Linked DNA regions of Mus musculus: all the other regions are linked to region 2. The links are chromatin contacts, called in public HiChIP or PLAC-seq and promoter capture Hi-C maps. All regions are on one chromosome and are shown on one strand. Each heading gives the region's core, a stretch centred on a gene start, on an enhancer-like site or on the middle of the called end of the contact. The rest is flanking DNA. Distances are from core to core; before and after follow the strand shown.

The links. Promoter capture Hi-C pulls out the DNA fragments that hold promoters and counts their contacts. HiChIP or PLAC-seq counts read pairs in DNA pulled down with a chosen protein or histone mark.
Region 1: a contact with region 2 is called in a promoter capture Hi-C map of hippocampal neurons, with 4 times the contacts expected there. The contact joins the enhancer-like site here to the promoter of Pamr1 in region 2. A contact is called at or near these places in 9 of 39 promoter capture datasets (the C10 cell line, cranial neural crest, embryonic stem cells and 4 more) and 3 of 9 other capture datasets (adipose tissue, liver and macrophages).
Region 3: a contact with region 2 is called in a promoter capture Hi-C map of hippocampal neurons, with 7 times the contacts expected there. The contact joins the enhancer-like site here to the promoter of Pamr1 in region 2. A contact is called at or near these places in 4 of 39 promoter capture datasets (the C10 cell line, hippocampal neurons, liver and 1 more) and 2 of 115 datasets of contacts at active chromatin or transcription factors (bone marrow-derived dendritic cells and pancreatic cancer cells).
Region 4: an H3K4me3 HiChIP or PLAC-seq map of stem cell-derived neural progenitor cells shows a contact between it and region 2, with 5 times the contacts expected there. The contact joins the promoter of Traf6 here to the promoter of Pamr1 in region 2. A contact is called at or near these places in 3 of 39 promoter capture datasets (cranial neural crest, embryonic stem cells and hippocampal neurons) and 3 of 115 datasets of contacts at active chromatin or transcription factors (embryonic stem cells, extraembryonic endoderm stem cells and stem cell-derived neural progenitor cells).
Region 5: a promoter capture Hi-C map of hippocampal neurons shows a contact between it and region 2, with 6 times the contacts expected there. The contact joins the promoter of BC016548 here to the promoter of Pamr1 in region 2. A contact is called at or near these places in 9 of 39 promoter capture datasets (the 3T3-L1 cell line, the C10 cell line, the HPC-7 cell line and 5 more), 1 of 484 Hi-C or Micro-C datasets (bone marrow-derived macrophages) and 1 of 9 other capture datasets (macrophages).
Region 6: a contact with region 2 is called in a promoter capture Hi-C map of hippocampal neurons, with 2.8 times the contacts expected there. The contact joins the enhancer-like site here to the promoter of Pamr1 in region 2. A contact is called at or near these places in 5 of 39 promoter capture datasets (cranial neural crest, embryonic stem cells, hippocampal neurons and 1 more), 1 of 484 Hi-C or Micro-C datasets (cerebral cortex), 2 of 115 datasets of contacts at active chromatin or transcription factors (extraembryonic endoderm stem cells and trophoblast stem cells) and 1 of 9 other capture datasets (embryonic stem cells).
Region 7: a contact with region 2 is called in a promoter capture Hi-C map of hippocampal neurons, with 3 times the contacts expected there. The contact joins the promoter of Elf5 here to the promoter of Pamr1 in region 2. A contact is called at or near these places in 2 of 39 promoter capture datasets (the 3T3-L1 cell line and hippocampal neurons) and 1 of 9 other capture datasets (adipose tissue).

Annotation. Positions count from the first base shown.
Region 1 is chr2:101,918,976-101,921,766 of GRCm38.p6, forward strand. No RefSeq gene overlaps it. Among named protein-coding and RNA genes, the nearest start is that of Commd9, 34 kb to the left of the region's middle. Within about 2 kb of position 1,311, at least 16 of the 459 cell types and tissues checked have an H3K27ac peak or open chromatin away from gene starts, as enhancers often do. A contact at or near this core is called in hippocampal neurons, where this site is marked.
Region 2 is chr2:102,548,733-102,551,432 of GRCm38.p6, forward strand. It overlaps Pamr1 (peptidase domain containing associated with muscle regeneration 1), which reads left to right and starts at 1,289. Exons shown (of 11, transcript NM_173749.4): 1 at 1,289-1,532. The coding sequence starts at 1,460.
Region 3 is chr2:103,346,151-103,348,850 of GRCm38.p6, forward strand. All of the region lies in intron 1 of A930006I01Rik (RIKEN cDNA A930006I01 gene), which reads right to left. Among named protein-coding and RNA genes, the nearest start is that of A930006I01Rik, 25 kb to the right of the region's middle. Within about 2 kb of position 1,396, at least 34 of the 459 cell types and tissues checked have an H3K27ac peak or open chromatin away from gene starts, as enhancers often do. A contact at or near this core is called in pancreatic cancer cells, where this site is marked.
Region 4 is chr2:101,677,138-101,679,923 of GRCm38.p6, forward strand. Traf6 (TNF receptor-associated factor 6) reads left to right here and starts at 1,283. Exons shown (of 7, transcript NM_001303273.1): 1 at 1,283-1,483.
Region 5 is chr2:103,387,785-103,390,484 of GRCm38.p6, forward strand. BC016548 (cDNA sequence BC016548) reads right to left here and starts at 1,260. Exons shown (of 3, transcript NR_130965.1): 1 at 1,226-1,260; 2 at 294-527.
Region 6 is chr2:101,982,233-101,985,070 of GRCm38.p6, forward strand. The region is part of intron 4 of Ldlrad3 (low density lipoprotein receptor class A domain containing 3); the gene reads right to left. Among named protein-coding and RNA genes, the nearest start is that of Gm39888, 8.3 kb to the right of the region's middle. Within about 2 kb of position 1,484, at least 105 of the 459 cell types and tissues checked have an H3K27ac peak or open chromatin away from gene starts, as enhancers often do. A contact at or near this core is called in cerebral cortex and hippocampal neurons, where this site is marked.
Region 7 is chr2:103,422,738-103,425,437 of GRCm38.p6, forward strand. It overlaps Elf5 (E74-like factor 5), which reads left to right and starts at 1,331. Exons shown (of 7, transcript NM_010125.3): 1 at 1,331-1,451.

The sequences.
Region 1 (2,791 bases), core at 61-2,560, 630 kb before region 2:
ATCTACACATAAGTACTCTGAGGCCTAGATTGGCAGAATAACATATCCAAGGGGACAGGGATGAGGAGTAGAAATGACAGGATCAGATGGGTCTATAGGCTCTCTCTATGTATTCAGCTAATCATTGTACTAGTTAGTGTAAATCAGGATGATAAAGTTGAACTTGGGCCAAGGCTGGCCAGCAAAGGCCCTTCATGCCTTCTGAGCCTGCTGAAAATCCAAAGTCTGCTAATGGTCCACAAGCACTTATTGAGCAGACAATACCTTGTGGTATTTTTTTCTGTCATCAATTTTTTTTTTTTACTAATATAGAGTTTTAAATATATTGCACTAAAAATCCTGGGGGAGATGGCTTGGTTAGTATACTGTGTGGCACATAAGCAAGAGAACACTTGAAAGCCAGGTACAGCTTTGTATTTATAACCTCAAGTCTGGGGAAGGGGACGGGGATAGACAAACCTCTGGAGCTCATTATCTCGGGAAGGGGACAGGGATAGGCGCTCATTGGTCAGCCAGTTTACCCCAACCAAAGAGCCCTAGGTTTAGAGAGAGACCCTGTCTCAAAAATAACATGGAGACCAATCAAAGAGGACACCAACTCAGATCTTAAGTCTCTATATGCACATACATATATACACACTTGCATGTGCACACGCTCACAAGAACACATATTTATACCACATGCACATGCATACATGCATCTATTATATAATTGGAATAATAATTATTCTGGTTACTGAATTTTCTGGCGCTCCCCTAAATCTGGGTTCAAGACAAGTATCTCACTTGACCTGCTGAACCGTACAAGGTAGACACACAGGAAGTAAACTACCGGACATGTTTAGATGGGGACACTGAGACTTGAAAGGTATATCAGGAAATATACCCAAGCTCACGGTGCAGGTATCTGAAGCTGGATTCAGTCCCAAGCCTCTCAGACCCCACAGCAACTTTTCTTTTCTCCCCACCCCCCTCAAGCTTCCTTAGGGCCTTTCTCCACCCAGACTCACTGGATCCCATACCCTAAAGGAAGACTGCAGCCCAAGGTCAAGAGCTTTGACTGCCCCAGACACCCCCTGGCAGTTTCCTGGATTTAGCCTATGTGGCAGAACCTGTGGTTCACAGAGCGTGGTGACTGTTCTCTGGCCTGCAGCAGCCAGGGGATGAGAAGGAGAGGCTGTCTCAACATACAGAACTCTGAGGCCCTGAGGGAGGAGCTGTTCCGCCTTCCCTGAGGTTGGACTGAAGGTGCCTAGGTAACCCCTCTATTTCCTTCTCCCTCTCCCAGCCCCCAGCAGCAGCAGCTTGTGGGAGAATACAAGCCTCAGTTCTTTGTCTCTTCTGTCGTGGGTTTCCCAGCTATCCTCTGCAAAGCCACATAATTTGTGGGATGGTAGCAGTGTAGACATTCTTTCAGGGAGCTGATTTGTTTTGCTTCTGTTTAGGGCCTCAGCTGGGTGTTTAATGTTGCCTAGGAAACCATGGATCTTGGGGAGACTGGAAAAAGGCCCAGTTTCTTCCCCATCCCTTACTAGCATACTATGTCTTAGCTCTAGCTGAGGGTCAGAGGGGTCCAGAGCTCTCTGCAGGGTCCACTTTCATTCAATGTCAGGAGCTTGGGATATATTAAAACAACAACACTTTGCTAGCCCACTGGAAAAGGCTCAAACATAGGACCTGGTAGCCACATTTGTCCAAAATATAAGCCATTCCCCTCATTATCAGGATGATTAATAGCCATCATTTCATCTGAGAGCCCTAGGTCACTTTCAGGAATCTTTGTCACCATCTCTCAAGGTAATGCCACCTCAGCTCCAAAGATTGGCATTACATGTCTTTAGAGGTCCAGGATTTGGCCTCTATCTGGAAAACATGTTCAAGCCAGGAAGCCTTTCAAAGAGATATAGTGAAGCTTCCGATTGATTTCGGACCTTGAAACACAAAGTCTGAAGGATGTGTTGGCTCTGTCACTGTGAATGCTCAGCCCAGGAGGGCCGGCCTGAATGTTTAAGGAAGCAGAAGAAATAACATTGAGGTGATATTTCATTTGGCTGTGTACAGTCATCTATGGACACATAACAGGTTGCCTCAGAACTTAATGACTCAAAAGGAACATATTTATTATCTCATGGTGTACTGGCTGGTTTTGTGTGTCAACTTGATACAAGCTGGAGTTATCACAGAGAAAGGAGCTTCAGTTGAGGGAATGCCTCCATGAGATCCAGCTGTAAGGCATTTTCTCAATTAGTGATTAAGTGGGGAGGGCCCCTTGTGGGTGGTGCCATCTCTGGGCTGGTAGCCTTGGGTTCTATAAGAGAGCAGTCTGAGCAATCCAGGGGAAGCAAGCCAGTAAGTAATGTCCCTCCATGGCCTCAGCATCTATAAGAGAGCAGGCTGAGCAAGCCAGGGGAAGCAAGCCAGTAAAGAACATCCCTCCATGGCCTCTGCATCAGCTCCTGCTTCCTGACCTGCTTGAGTTCCAATCCTGACTTCCTTTGGTGATGAACAGCAGTATGGAAGTGTAAGCTGAATAAACCCTTTCCTCCCCAACTTGATTCTTGGTCGTGATGTTTTGTGCAGGAATAGAAACCCTGACTAAGCCACATGGTAATTGTCAATCAGGAATCCAGATAGTTCAATCAGGACTTCTGTCTCAGGTCTCTCAAAGGCTAAAATCAAGGTGGCAGCCACATCTGAAGACTTTTGGGGAATATTTTCATTCATGTGACACTTAGATTCCATTTCCAACAGTCGTTTACAGGTTACCCACAACTCCTTGCCAGACAGCTCT
Region 2 (2,700 bases), core at 39-2,538:
ACTGGTCAGGTTCAACCTTCTTTCTAGAAAGTTCTCATTATTCTCCTCCGTGGATGGAGATATTACTTTTCTCACTAGCCCTGAAGAATCATCCACGCCTCATAACTTTGAGTTTTAATCTAACATCACAAACTAATATTGGCACATCCCAAAGTCCCAGGTCTAAATTAGACTCAAGTATATTATGCTTTGCCATTCGTAGCTCAGTGATTTCATGCAAGTGACTTAAAATCTGAATCTTTTTGATTCCAGAATTTATAGAAAACGCTACCGATTGTACGTCTTGACTAATGGTTAAACTTACTTTTATGTGGGTATCACCTTTGAAGCTGTACACCATAGTGATTAGGACTACCGTCTGTGGATCTGATAATCATAGGCTCAAACCTCAGAGCTGTGCCCCTCACTTGTGTGACCTTAGACTCTCAAGGACTCCTTTTCCCTGTTTGTGGAATAGAGACACTCGGGTCCTGCCTGTATGCTCTTGGGGAGTATCTTGTGCTGCCCCACCATCATGAACTCAGATCAGGATTTCCCAGTAGCCTGTGTGTGCAGTTGCTCAGAGCAGAAAAGGGGAAAGAAAGCGCTTGGAGGTAGAGCAGTGTTGAGAGGGGAGTGCAGGTGGGTTTACTCTATCCTCCCATCGCCTGTTGGGGGAGGGCATACTCGGCCTTATATGGAGGTGGGTGGCAATTTTTAGGAGTATCTCCTTCTATGGATTTCAGGAAATAAACTCTGGTCCTAGTGCTTGAACAGTAAACAGCTCTGTCATTCTGTTGGGCCCCAGGCCACTCTTCTAATCTGTCTCTGTCTGCCTAATTTAGGTGACCACAACCAATACCTGCCCCAGCCCCCCATTCCAGCCTTCCATGCCACCTTTCTCAGCCTCTTCCATAAGCCTCTCATCTCAGGTTCTAGTACCATCCTGCCCTCTCAGCCTCCCATCCCAGTGCCATGCTAGCCTCCTAGCCCAGCCTCCAATCCTCCTTTCTCCTCTCAGCTTTCTAGCTCAGGTGCGGGATGTTTGAATGAGCATCCTCCCTAGCCTCCTCTGAGAGGTCCCGCAGCCATTCCTACTTCTGGTCCCAGTCAGTGCTGCCTGCCACACATCTCTACCTTCACTATCAACAAAGGTTGATCACGGAAGTCCAGCGAGAAGGAGCGGGCTCTGGTATCCCGCTGTCCCCCGTAGATCGCTGTGCACTGGCCTCCAGGCGTGGTCACGACTCCCCGGGCCTCTCAAGGGTTAAGAGGAAAGCTTTGGGCTGACGTCGCTCTGGCCGAAGGTGGTTCCCCTAGCTGAGGGTGGGAGAGCCCGGCGGGCTGAAACCCGAGCTCTGTTTCAGCTGGAGCTTGGGGAGGTCCCGGCAAGAGCAGAGCCCGCTGCCCTGTTCTCGCCTAGGCATCCCTCCAGTCACTCCCCTCCAGTCACTCGGTACCGACACAGCAACGGGAAACGATGGAGCTAGACAGATGGGCGCAGTTGGGGCTGGTGTTCCTGCAGCTCCTTCTCATCTCATCGTTGCCAAGAGGTACTGTTAGTGACCAGGAGCCCTTTGCGGGGTCTGATGGGGAGCTGGACAGGTTGGGGTTGTTCCAGCGATAATCTGGGGTTTCTGGCTGGGAGCTGGATGCTCCCGTTGTCCGCTTTAAGAACAGGATGATATTCCTAATTGTGGGACTAAACTATGTCTAAGCTAAAGAAGAGAGCTCTTGTGCTATCTATCTATCTATCTATCTATCTATCTATCTATCTATCTATCTATCTATCTATCTATCTATCTTTTTTTTTAAAGGACCACATTCCCCTGGGAAGCCCATTCCCTGTGAGTTACTGGCTCTGATTTGCAAAGTCAAAGTTTCCTGGGAAAGTAGTCCCGCAGGGTTGAAGAACAGGGATTGGGTGGGCGTTTCTCCAATGAACCCTGCTTGATAAAGCTGTAAGGTGGGAACTCTTTAAAGCAGACCCCCAGTACAGGAGCTCTGCTCGCTCAGAAAATAGCACACATCCTGGGGAAACTTAGAAGAAATGGGCAGTCTGTTTCTGGGTGTACAGCGTTTGTTTTGAAAGAGTCCTGGCTCCTTTGTTTCCCACATGTCGCGTATTTGTCACCCACAGTTCATAGGGGATGGGCTCCTACGGGCACAAGAGAGATTGGGACATGACAGCACTTTAGGCATCCTCTTGACAGATTGCAGAGCCAAAGCCAGGCAATGACAGGTCTCAAAAGAGGATCTTAGTAGGCAGGGAGCAGGGACTTCTGTCTGTGTCTGTGTGTCTGTCTGTCTTGGGTGGCGGCAAGGGTGAGGTGTGAGGTGAATGAAGCCCTGCTGACGGGTTGGGGTGCAAGGAGGTGAAGCTAGAGGCTACAGGTGTGAGGTGTGGAGCGGGAGAGGTGAGGTGAAAGCAGAGAAGGTAACCTCCCAGATGAGCAAGCACAGCTGCGATTTGCCTGAGAGGGGTGACTTTGCTTAGGAGAAGGCAATCCCTTCCTGTAGCCTTTCTGTACTGGCTGGCAGTACCCTGTGTTTTGTACAAAAGGAGGGGTCTTTGCTCTAGCAGGTGGGTGGCAAGTGCCCAAGAAAGACATGAGAGTAGAGCACTGGCCTGCTGCAGAAAGAGAGACCACAGCCTTCAGAGGCGTCTCTTTGTGTCAACACAGAGAGTCTAGAAACATGAGACTTCCCTTCCCATGTTTG
Region 3 (2,700 bases), core at 146-2,645, 800 kb after region 2:
TCTGTGCCTTCCAGCTGTGTAACCGTAGGCGAGTTATTTACCTTCTCTGATTTACCCTATTGGACCTGTAACACAGACAGAGTAATAACTGAACCAAATTTGTCAGCAGATATCGGTAATCCAAGCACTGTGGAAACTGAGGCGGGGGGGGGGGGGGGCATTTCTCCTGTGTTCCAGGACAGCCTGAGCTGTATAGACAGACAGCTCCTGACTCAAAAAAATGGCAGTAGGATCTATTTCATGGTGTTGTTGGAATAATGTGGCTCTATGATACTAACTGATTAAAATGGAGACTGATCTACAAGAAGCACTAAATAAGTACTTATTATTATCATTATTAGCTGCAAAGCATCTACGGTGAGATGTGAGATTGCTTGGCGAGTTAATAAGCGATTACTTGGAATGACTTTTCTCCTCTACCGGATCACTTGGCTGCTGGATGGCTTTGAACATATTCATCTGCTATTGGAACCTCAACCACTGCAGCATGCCCGGGTTTGCATAGACACTGGCGCTTGGCAAGCTGGAGCCAGGAAGCTTAAGAAGCTATGCTAGCTCATCAAAGAGCATGAGACATTGGGAAAAGCCATTTAAAGTCAATTGGGCTGTTTACATGCAAAGAAACTTAGCAAGAAGACAGACTCCAGAGACCTTCCTTGCTCTGACCTCAGTTTCCCCATCTACAAGAGAAGGCTCCCATCGCACTGTCTCTCTCTGAATTCCTTGCCTGCAAAGGAGGTCCTTGATTCTGCCAGGACAGTCTTAACAGCCAGCCCTGGGCATGTGTCTGCAAGGCCAACTTCTGCAAGGCCAGGCGGCACTTGGCATGGGCCAGAGTTTTGCAGGGTTCTTCACACAAACCTTCCATCTAGGGCACATCTCCATGACCTCTGCAGCTTCCTAATACCCAACAGTTCCCATAGCTCCCTGATGACACTGTCTGCAGCCACTGAAGACATCTTCAATGAAGACCTCAGTCCTCACAAATATGCCTCCTTCCAGCAGGTGCCCTGTCTGTCTGCATCACTAACTTACCCAGAGTTTTCAGAAAGAACGTTCTTTGCTTCCCTATTGATATGGATATTATTTTGCACTTTAGGGGAGAACAAGTGTGTGTGTGTGTGTGTGTGTGTGTGTGTGTGTGTGTGTCTCTGTGTGTGTGTGTGTGTGTGTGTGTCTGTGTGTCTGTGTGTCTGTGTGTGTGTGTGTGTGTGTGTCTGTGTGTGTCTGTGTGTCTGTGTGTCTGTGTGTCTGTGTGTGTGTGTGTGTGTGGTTTGTCTGTGTTAAAACTTGGCATTTTTCCAAAGCAAAACCTTGCTTTAGGGTTAGGAAGACATTGCCATCTAGTGGCTGCATGCAGAAGTAACCAGACTGCAGCCAAAGAGTCCCTAAAGCTTGAATCCAACTCACTGACTTTCCCAATGTCAAGAGAGGGTTTTGGACTGTCGAGACTGGAACACACAGACCTACTGATCTCCCCGCCCCCAGCAGGGGAACCCCATCCCCTGGCCTAAAATGCTCCTTGGACTGAGGCTGGCAGGACCAGAATTGTTTCCATCCCTTGTGCCCCCTCCTGCTTTTTATCAGCATTGCGGGAGGCAGAAGAGAAAGATCAGCCATCTCTCCTGGCAACCGGCTAAAGGCTTTTCTGAGATAAGGAGGAGGCAGATAAGGAACCGGAGGGAGAGAGAAATCATTGATGGGGGAAGTGAAATGTCTTTCTTGTGTTCCCAGTCCAAGGATGGTGGCTCATGCTTTAACTCTAAAGCAAATAATGGAAGACACTTTCAGTTTGTGAAGCTTTTTTTTTTCTCTAAAATATCGATTTTGTCTCCCCCCCACCAGCCTAACTCATTGTACAAAATAATGGGTGTCATTAAGATGTTTTCAAACATGTATTAATGTGCTTTGGTCATTCACCTCCTGTGTTACCCTTCTCCTCTCTCCTAACCCCAGTCTTTCTCCCAATGGTAAGGATTAGGGATCTCAAAGAAGTAACTTCAGAAAGGAAAACCCATCACTTATGCAAAGTGTGACAATCCATTCTTGTGTAAATGGAGCCAGGAATCACAGACCTCCTTAGTTCCAACGCTTGTATTTGCATATAGCTTTGCAGTTCACTACACGCATTAATGTACTTAACATTCTTTAATCTTTACAAATACCCCCATGGACGGAATTATTAGTCATGAGCGACGAGGAAATAGAGCTTGGGAGACATTGAGCAATTTTCCTGAAGTCACACAGCTATCAATGGCAGCACTGGCTTCTCTTGCTGTCCGGACAACGTGCCAAGTGCTTCTGAGGAAACTATGGCTTCTCCCATAACTATGGCTTCTGGGGAGCAGCTAGAGAGTCTGTCACCCCGAGTTATCCCTGCCTGTCACCTACAGCCCCCCAGTCTCCCTGCAACCACTCCTACAGCTGTTTGCCTGACTGCCCAGCATGTTAGAAAACCCTATGACCCTGGCCATCATTTACAATTGGCTTAGAGACAACGCTCACATTTTTTGAGAGAGCAGCACAGCAGGGCACAGCATCACCCTTGCTTGGCGGTGATGGGGCCACCAGCCTGGATCTGTTGTACCGTTGGGAGAGCTTTCTGTGGACTTGTTCTGTCACCCCCTACCAGATAGTGCTTTGGTAAATGTCCTGATATCGATTCTCATATTCTCGTTCTAGTGTTTATAAATACCAGCT
Region 4 (2,786 bases), core at 33-2,532, 870 kb before region 2:
AAAAAACCAACCAACCAACAAACAAACAAACAAACAAAAACAAAAAGAAATAAACACAGAACACCTGATCTTTTTGAAAGCCTCTTGCTAAGTTCTCCCACATCAATTTTTTTTATTAGTTCACCTTGACAACAGTGTGTAAGGTACCACCCATGATGTAAACCTGTTCTATGATTTAGGAAGTGGAAGCTTGTAATGTCTGTCACGTGACTAACTTGCTCCAGAGGTCACACTAATAAATGAAGGAAATCCAATGCCCTGCCTTTTCTTTTCTCTGTGCCTCTCTCTCTCTCTTTTTTGTAGTGTGCGCATGTGTGTGTGTGTGTATGTGTATGTACGTGCACTTGCACACATGTGCATTATGTGCATGCCATTGTGTGCACTTGTAGTTCAGAGGACAACTTTTGGCAATAGGTTCTCTTCTACGGTGTAGGTTCTGGAGTTCCAGCGCATATCGTCAGGACTAAAGTCATGTTTCTTTACCCGCTGAGACATCTCACTGGTCCTTTACCCACCACTGACTTTGTAAGATGATCCCTTTTTGCATACCTCAGGAGTTTACTTATATAAGTGGAGGGGACAGCTATACGCAGAGTATTGCAATTCAACTTGCTTCCTTCTACTTCTTAAACTGCGTGATGAGCACACAGAAGCCTGGGTGTAGCTTTTTATACTCTTCATGCCTTAAACATTTCAAAGCACTTTTTAAAGGGGATAGAGGAAGAATTGAGTTTGAGTTGTACTAGATTCTTATGTTTGAAAGAATCCTTCTACTAAGATGTCAGCAAAAGATAGTATTATTGATATTTACTGCACATATTATTTCCTAGATGATTTTAAATAACTTATTTACATGTATCTACTTACCTTACCTAACAGCCTTAATACACAATAATACCTTTCATATCAGATGGAGAAGATGAGTCAAATTTTCAGATGAGGGTGAAAATCTTTTGGGCATCTATTGCATTGTGCCAGTTACAATCCGTAGATATTTGCATCCAGTTAAACTGAGAACTCAAAATAGCTCTCCCGTGACAATGTTGGAGAATGGGATCATGCAGATGGCAGCAATTGTGAAGAAATGTTTCATGCATGAGACGACTGTTTTGCACTGGTCCGAGGAAGGGCTACGTGATTAATGTAAGGTTCTGCCTATTGAGAAAACTTCTTTGCGAGGAAGGGCGGGGTAAGGCTTCAGCGTGGAGGACCACAGACAGGGGGCGGCCTCTCCCGCGGGGCCTCTTTGTCCCGGGGCGCGCTCCCCTCCCCTTGCTGCTCCTAGCGAGCTGAGAAGGCGGAAGCAGCGGCGGCCGCGGCTGGGGCTGAGGCTCCGGCCGTCGGCGGACGCAGCAGCCGCGGCCCACGAGCCGGGAGTTTGGCGTCGGAGCCACTTGGTCTCGGAGTGCCGTGTATGTAGGCGACGCGGCGCAGCCCGGGGAAGCCTTCCCAGTTGGTTGTGAAGTCTCAGCGTGTACGATCGGTGAGTGAGCGGCTTCGAACTAGAGTTCCGGCGGCCGCGGGCCCGGGAGAGTCACCCCCGGTTCCCCACGGGACAGGGACCTGTCGCCGCGAGCCCTCGCTTCCCACAGATAGGACTGGCCATCTCCACGTCCTCCCTCGGGTCCGGGACTCCGCCCCCTTGCCCCCTCTCGTCTGGGTAGCCCTGGGACCCCCTGTCTCAGCACAAAGCCACCTCTGTCCCTGTCGCCTGACAGGTGCAGGATGCGCCCACAGTCCTCCCACGAGCCGGAGGAGCCCTCTGTGCCCTCCCCGGGACTGCGGGTCTCCCCTGCTCTAGCCCCACAGGTCCTGAACCCGCCCCTGGTTTAGGAGCCTCTCCTGGCGTTTCTGTCGCCTTCCGGCACACGGCATCCCTCTCCCCAGCCCCTCTCTTCCTCACCTGGTGTTTTCCCCTGTCCGGGGAAGGAAATCGCCTGCTGGGTTTTCCCGTCCCTTCCAGCTTAAATTAAGAAAAGAAAAGAAAAGAAAAGAAAAGAAAAGAAAAGAAAAGAAGAAAAGAGAAAATCCCTTCAAACTCCCAGAGTGCAGGGGAAAACTTTTTGTGTGCCCTTTTAAATTCGAGAGCGGTTCTAACCTAAGCAGCAAGTTTAAAAAAAAAAAAAGTACGCTGACACCAATGTTCCCCTCCCCACCCCTGCGCTCTCTCGATTGTTCCAGACGCCGTGTTGCTAAAGCTGTTCCTAGTATTTGGCTTCAGGGGAACTCCGGATGAGACTTAGACTGTCTTTGTGTGTGAACAGAAAGCACCTAACGCTTGGATGTATAGGATTAGCTTGTTTTCTGAGAGCAGTCCGCTAGCCTGTGACAGACGTCTAGAAACGAGAACAATTTGTCACAGCCGAAGTATTATATTGGCTTTGAGACTTGAGCTGCTGGCCTTTCATACCTCCTTTGAGGATGCCGGGGTGGGGAGAGCTCTTTTTGGTTTTTGAAATGGAGGGTAAAGAGGTGTCATGTGACTCGAGGAAAGTGTTTGAACCAGTGGCTTAGCCACATGATAGATACAAGAATCATATTTGAGTTTCAGCCTTGATGCCCTGTATATACTATTTCAGTATTATAGCCCTGTTTTACTTGATATCTGCTCCTCATCAGTTTTAGTCACTTGACTTGTATAAAAGAGGGTCCAAAATTCTTGGGTTTTAGAGATGCGAACAATCTTCGAGTAAGGAAAAGATCCTTGAATTTGAGTTCAAAGGTAAATTACATCAATCGAATGTTTGTATTATTTCTTAACCATTGTAACACATTTTCGGATCTTT
Region 5 (2,700 bases), core at 10-2,509, 840 kb after region 2:
TGCTTCAAAACAGAGTGAGTTTGGAGAGGCCTCACTGGAACGTCCTAAATCTCCCCACCCTCTCACCTGTAAGGAGGCTAAGATTGGGTCTCTATTGGAGAATTAAGACTCAGGATGTCAAAGTGACTCTAAAGGGAACAACCAAAACAGCTGACCTTCTGCCAATTACAGAGCCTAAGCCAGCTCTCCACACACACAACGGACCCACCCACTGACCACAGGCTTCAGCTACCCTTAAGAACCAGGCCTGCTTTTCCATCTTCCCCTGAGCACCACCCTAGCCCAGGACTCACTTCTCACACATAAGGACTCTTGAGTGCAATAAGTCACCAGTTAACATGAACTCTGAGAGGTCCAGTTATCATAGCTGATGATCTTGCTGGAGTGAATTCTTATCTTCAGGTCAGGTTGTTTTTCACTAGAAATGAATCAAAGTTGGGCACAGGACCAGCTACCTCAGGAGTATCAAGGGAGGACAGGTAGAACACACACACACATGCCCTCACGTGATAGCTGTTCCCAGCAACCTGAAATGGAAAGGCGAGCAAATTAGTGAATTATTCACACACTGAAAGGAGTTTCAGAACACACACAAACAGCCCAACACTTGGAGCATCTAAAGGAAGGAAAAGGGATGTCACATGAGATGGTAGCCACTAGCTCCAGTGCCATGCTGGCTTGGCTAGGATCCTGGCTCAGCCACTTCTTAATGTGAACCTTTGTGAGAGCTGCTCTCTCCACATTCAACTTGTTCTAACCATAAGAATGGAACAACAAAGCCAGAATCATGAGGGTTCTCCAACCACCACTCCAGGATTTCAGTGTGACTCTCAGAGCCAAAGGCTGGGGACACAGAAAGAGCCCAAAGAGCAGGGGTACAGAATGAGAAATCACAGGATCCTCAGCTCCTGCAGAGGGAGAGCCTTCCTTAAGTTAGGACAGGAACAAAGCCCTGGATTCTCGGAGGAGGAGAAGGATGTTAGAATCCCAAGAGTCCAGCTGAGCAAGCAGGTCAGAGCCAAGTTCAACAAAGACAAAGGCCACGATCATCTAACAATAGAAAGTCAGAATCATTTTAAAACCCCATACACCAAGAACAAAAATAGAGTGGCAGGTGAGTGATTCTAGGTGAGACCTCCCTATGGAGCATCTCCACAGAGAAGCTACCAACAGAATACCAGGTCAGGGACGTGAAGACTGCAGCACAAGCTTCCCTCAGGCTTACCAGGTAAACAGCATGGTTCACATCCAAGCTCTGCCATGACTAGCTATGTGACCTTAGGCAAGTTGTTTGACTGATCTGTGTCATCGTTACCTAGCAGAGAAATGGGGAGAGAGTTTGAGCTTGACTGAATAGGAGCATTGTAGGAATTAAATGTGATAGTATCTCTGGGATTCTTGCAACATTATTCAGAACACAGAACTCAGTGGCTGCTGGGCATTAGCTACAATCAAGGTTATTACAAATATTAATATTAGTGCCCTTCTCCAATGGCTGCCAAGGAAACCACCTAAGAAACAGCCCTTTCTGATTTTTATGGGGCACAGGGAGTAAGGGCAAAATGCATCAAGTTGTGAAAAAAAATGGACCAAAACATAAAGGTGAGTGCACTTGTCAGGGCCAACAGGATCCTGACGTGGCTACTAAACATCAGAAGAGTCCTGAACATCAGAAGGGGCTTGCAGGACACCATCTACACTGCTCCTTGATCTGCATTATCGGTCCCAGCATGGACAATGAGTCTTATATTTCAGATTTATTTTCCCTGTGCACATAAAAGATGCTCTCAATCTTAGCACATAATTGGTCCCCATCAACTCTTGGGGGTGGTTTCTTTCCTTTATGGTGCCTGCAAAACTCAATTCTAGCTTCAATACTGTGGTTCTGTGTGCACTGAAAGTAATATAAATCTCCCTTGGTGCCTATCAGCACTTTTCCCTATTCCATACTGAATCCTAAGCAATATTTGATTAGAGCTAACAGCTAATACACCACTGACTCTCAGTATGGGAAGCCAGAACCCAGGGTCTGGCTCCTGCCCTGGCTGTCTGCATTTCTTCTTCTGCTCTTCGGTTCTCTCACTTATAAGGGATAATCATTCATTCACATCTACTTTTCTATGTTAGTTCTATGGATTAAATTACACAAGAATCAGCCTCAATTTAGCATGCAGCACGTAGTGAAGGGCCCACACACTACAGTTGCCATTGAAGGCTTATAGCAAACCTACCTCTTAAGTCTTTCAGCCTGAAACTAAAACCCAGAGAGGTCACTCCACCAACTCAAAGTCTCCCAGCTATACCCTGTGGTGCCCTTTGCCAAATGAACAGGTGTCAGCCTGCTGGAGAAGCTTTGGCGGCCTCTTGGGGAGAGGAACTCGAGCAAGCCTCAGCCCTGCCTGCAGCTCTCCTTCTGAGAAGAGGCTGGTTCTCAGGAAGCCCTGCACACAATGTGGAGCCACTTCTGCTCTGGGCATCAGTGCCCTGCTTCAGTCTCAGGACCTCAACTGGGCCAGTTTCACAAGCAGATTGTTGGCAGGCCCCATGGTCTCTGTTACTAGAGACTGAATGGCCAGTGAAAGGGAGCCATTGTCTGGCCTCTGAATGAAGAATACCCCATTTAGAGAAAGAATTTGCCAGGTTTCTCACAGAGAAAGAAGACAGCAGCAGTGGAGAGAGAACAATGCTGACCATTCACCA
Region 6 (2,838 bases), core at 234-2,733, 570 kb before region 2:
CTTCCCTATAGGCCAATTACAACACTGAGCAAAAAAAAAATACTGTAATTCATGGGATCTCTCAGTATGGGAAGTTGCAGAGGTCGGGCTTGAATCCAAGTCCACCAGTGTTGCAGATCCTGAAGACCTTTGCCACAGCGCACAGGGGCTTTGCTGGCCAGGGAAACTGCAAGAGGCCTGAGCTGACTTTAGCGAGAAAAGCCATGGAGGTAGAAAGGCCTGAATAAGGTGGAAGTGTCATGGAAGCTTTTGAAGAAAGTGGGTCTTATTCCACGCCAGTTCTTAAGTGATACTTTAAAGAGGACTTTGGGGGAGGGGACTATGACAGTAAGCAGCAGGCAGAGGCAGCAGCGACTTACGTGGAAGAGAAAAGAAGGTTCCTGCTTGGACACAGTAGATAGAGAAAAGGCAAGAGGTAGTGGTACCGGGTCTTAAATAACAGGCTGTAGAATTTAGTCTTATAACCCCAGAGCGTTCCCCAGCAGGGATGGGCAGGGATAAAAGCAATATTTGGGAGTAAAACTCTCTGATGGCTGAATGTGACATGAGTTCTAGCAGAAAGAGAGTGGCCAGGCAAGAAGGAAGTGGACCCCAAAGGAGACACAGGGTATGGAGGTTTTAAAGCAAGGAAGTAACAATTTTCTGCCCAACCCAGTTGCCACTGGGCGCAGATGCTGGGATCAGAAACACATGCACATCAGCTCACAGGATGTTCACCACAACCCCAGGGATGCAGCCTCACCCCATTTTAAAGAAGAAAGAACAGAGGCTTGCTAAGTATCAAGTTGGGCCTATGAATGCAGTTTGGTCTGGTTGCACAGTCAATGCTCAGAGGCACCAGACAGAGATCGTAGTGGGAGCTCTGCAGTCTTGGTAGCTGGCCACAAGCCTGAGACCTCATCTAGGAAAGGGGGCGCTGCTAATCCACCACAGGGTGCCAGGCAGCTGGTTTAGGAAACACAGTCTGCATTTGCAGCTTGGAGAGGACTGTGTTGCCACCCACACCCCTGGATTGAATCCCAGCCGTCTGAGAGAGCAGGAGAAAAGAGAATCGATCCTATCTGGCTCCTCAGATAGGCACCATGTGGCTTTGCTTTGAAGACCTGGGTTACATTATAGCTTAGCCCACAAAGGGCCCTTGTGATGCCTGCATGTGACCCGGACCCATTGGGATGGCACCTCTGCCGCCTCCTCAGCTTTGTGGTTGACCAAAATGTTCAGAATAAGATTTTTCAATAAATGGCTCATTCTGCAGTTACTCTGCAGAGAAAAAAAAAGTCAGGTCACAGGCTTCTGAAATGTCACCCCTGCATCTGTCCTTCCACTGCTGCAGAGGCTCCAAAGCCGAGAGCTGGGTGCAGAGAGGTTCGGCGCGCCCAGACCATCTGTTGCATGGCTGAGAATACTTGAAAGAGCCGTTTCTCGCACAGCTCAGTGTGCGCGTGGCCTCAGCCTGTGGCCCTGGCTCTCACCAGCGCATTTTTGGGATTCTTTTTTTTTTTTTTTTTAAACAAGTCACATGTGTGCACAATTTAAAGAGACTAAGAGCTGTGTGGAGCTTGATGAAAGTTAACAACATTCTCTGACTCTCTCTAGAAGCAAACATTTCCCCCAATTTTAGTGAGATGGATCTTAGGCTGTCTCTAAGTACTTAGCTTATATTGCTTCTCTTTGATTCACCCTTGTTAGGAATTACCCACTGTCTCCCCACTGTGGAAGATGAGGATTTAGCTGACACTCATCACCATCCCTGCCCTCGGCATGCGCATGCTCCTTAAGTTCCTGGTTACATATACTCTTGATACCCATTGCTTTTGTTATCTCTGGCAAGGAGGCATTATGAGTGACTCATAGTCTAGTAGTATAGCTTCAAGACTTTACTTCTGGGAGAACATTTTTTTTTAGTATCCTATGTATCTCTCATGAATCCAGAGGCAACCTCGCCTCCAGCTTTGTCAGCCTCCTCTGCTGTGTACTTTAAGCCGTTACGTGTCAATCAAGTGAAATTCCCAGGAAAAGTTGTACCTACATTAGACACCGCAGGACTGACTGTTTACAATTTCAATGATCATGGAGATTTGGAATGTTCTAGGCACAAAGTCAAAGTATACTGGGTATGTTTAGCTCACCTAGAGAGCCATGTATTGCCTACCTCTGTGTGTGACTAAGATCCTTGTGACTATTGCATAAATCCATTTGGAATTTATGAACAGACCCCAGTCTTCCAAAAGCCCAAAGCTAAATTGCGATTAGCCCGGCTTGCTGTCTAACTGCCTCCTTGATGGTCCACCGGTGTATTTAAAGGATATCCAGAGAGCTGGAGAGACTACTCAGTGGGAAATGCACTGGCAGCTAGTCTAGAGCAGTGGCTTTTAACCTGTGTGGGTCGTGACCCCTCTGGAGTAGTAGAAGGACCCTTATGAAGAGGTAGCCTAAGACCAAGGGAAAACACAGATAATTACATTTATGTTCCATAATAGTAGCAAAATTACACTAATAAATTAGCAACAACATAATTTTATGGTTGTGGGTCATCACAGCATAAGGAACCCTATTAAAGGGTCACAGCGTTTAGAAAGATTAGGAAGCACTGTTCTAGAGGACTATGGCTCAACTCCCAGCACCCACATGGTGGCTCAGGAATTCCATGACTCTAAAGATCTGATGCCCTCTTCTAGCCTTCAGAGGTACCATGTGCACGCACACATGTAAAATACCTAAATGTGTAAAAAAGTTGTTCTGAGTTACGATTACTGCCAAACTATAAAATCATCATGAAACTGATACCTTGTTGGAATGTGGTATTTGTAGCAGCCTGGATCTGTGTTTCTGGGCCAT
Region 7 (2,700 bases), core at 81-2,580, 870 kb after region 2:
CCGCCTGAGTGTTGGGATTAAAGGCACTGTTAAATCCAACAAAATGATTAAATAAATAAATAAATAACTTAATCCCGTTTTCTCCTATTACTGTTGGGAGAATTCTGACCCAGAAAAGCTGGCTCTCCCACCTAAGGTCCCAGAGCCAAGCCAGAGCCTCAACAGGCCACTTATCTTGCCCCGACTATTTTTCCATGATGACACATGACTCCTCACATGAACTGCCTTTTGTTTCTTCACGCCGTTCGGGTGTTTGGATTTGAGTGTTTGTGCCTATGCCCAGTGTTCCCAAGAAAACCTAACCAACCAGTCAATCTCTGCTTTCCACTTCAAGATCACAGAGTCTGCAGTTTGAGCACCTTGGTGTCTTGGCTGCCTGAGATTGAGAGAGGAACGGAACCCACGAAAGGGGGTTATGAACACTCCTCCCAGATGACTGCCTAGGCCGTCATTTAGATTTGAGAGATGTCCTAAAAACTGGGTAGTTCTCAGTGAGACAGCTGACAGCTTGCAAGCCAATCAGGACCCCCCGCCCCCGTGTTGTTCTGGATGTTTGACACTGCAGCTCCACGATCCCTTCATATCGCCATTTCTAAAACAGAGGACACTGGGAAAGGGGGAAAGCTGTCACATGGCTCCTGTATTCAAACATGGCGCCCTTTGGGTGCTTAGAGTGGAAAGGCCAGTGAAAGCACTGCTCCCTGACTCTCTCCCTGCCCCCTGATCGGAAGGTCCCCACCAGGATCAATAGAAGGAAATATGTAGCGCCCAAGGACAGGCTTCCAGGTGATTGGCTGACATTACCAAGTATGGCCTTCCCAGCAACCCAAGGACAGATTCCATTATTGCATTAATCTGATGGATCCCGGATATGCTCATTAACTTATTCACAGTAATGCAGCCAGAAAATGACCGGCTCAGAATTTGATCCCTGAAGCACCTTTATTCTTTACCACTTCTTGGCACTGCTCTTCTTTCCTAACACGCACAGAATAGGGGATAACACTACATACAGAGGTTCGGGACTTGGCCAGCCCAGGCAAAGGCTGCAATGAACAGACACCAGGCCTGAATTTCCTTCCCTCCAGCTTGCTCAACGGAGACTGCTCCAGCCAGCACTCCACTTATCCCCCCGGGGGCAAGAATTCTCTGCTCATTTCCTGGGTCCCCTCGGTGGGTGGTGGGAGCTGGGCACAAAAGCAGGAGAAAGGTAAACTTTCTGCATGTGAAAACCACCCCCCACCCCCGAGGAGCCGTGTCACACCGTATGTCACCGTCATCAAAGGGGCTGTGCATAAACCTGAAAAACCAAACGGACCTGTCTGTAGGTGTCACTTATATCACACGGCTACAGGTGCCTTTATTTCTACAGTCCGCTGGTGCTGGGAGCGCGCTTGCCTTCTCTTGCCTTGAAAGCCTTCTGTCTGGACCTAGCCACCACTTGTCTTCACGTAAGCAGCTTTTCTTTGCTCTTTTGAATGAATTGAAAGGGGGTGTCGGGGCTCAGAGACTTAGCTGGGGCCTGGGACTGAGTCTCTGTTTCCAGCTCCCACGGCAGCCCCTCCGTGAGGAAGCCAGAGTGCCTCCTCCGGGGGTGTTTGACTCAGGTTTGACGGCTTGCCGGAGAGATTTTTTTTTGTCTCCTCCGGGAAGGTGGCCACCCACCCTCTTCACCGGCCCCCACTTCCTCTGGTTCCACTAAACCAAAGGCAGCTGAGAGAATGTGTACAGGCGCTTAAATCTCTGCCCATCCTTTAGCTGCCTTTAGGAGGAAGCCGGATTCTGCACGGATAGCCAGCTCAAGAAAAACCCACCACCTCCCCCAACCCTGGCCTCACCCCTCAGTTCTTTGGAGGGCCTGCTCACCAAGCTGCCCCTCTTGATACAGAGAATGGTATTCTTACTGTTTAAGGCTTTTTTTGTTTTTGTTTTTGTTTTTTTAAGGAGTTTGTACAAAATAGTTTAAAGGAATCTCATTTGGCCCTCCCACAGCCCCTTAGGACAGAGTGCTTCCAGAAGAGAAGTGGCTAGGGTTTTTTTCCACTGTATTCTCAAACCTTATCAGTCTGTATGCGTTCAGGGGTTTGTGCGCATTTGCCCCCTACTGGCAGCAACTGGAAACACATGCTCTCCCGCATCTGCGTTAAGGTAGGAGAATTTAAGACAGAATAGGGGTCCTAGATCATTATGCACTTAGTCTCCATTTTACAGATGGGGCAACTGAGGCACAAGAAGGCCCGGTAATTTATAGAGATGGTTTTGTGTGGTAGTCCAAAGACTCAGACCCAGGCTGTTACACGTGCTCATCCACACGGAAAGCTTCATTCTCCTGCCTTCATTCTCTCGGCAAGGGTCTTTCTATGATTCAGTGTATTGGGGACAGCAGCTTTTACAGTTTGGTTGCCTCCTCTTCTCAAAAGTCTTCAGAGTGAAACTTTTTAGCTACTCAATCAATGTTCACTGATTTTATTAAATCCTCAGGACGCTCAGCGGACTGTGTGTTGAGATGTCCATTTTAAGGATTCGGAAGTAGGTTATCAGAGATGGTCATGAGTACTTACAGATTAGCAGACCAGGATGGGGAAAAAAATCAAAACTTTTAGCACGCCTGCAAGAAAGTCAGAGGTTGCAGCAGGCTAGGCAGGAATTGTGCCCTCCGTCGCTTGCTTTGTGACTACCGCAAACAACACTCATTCTCTG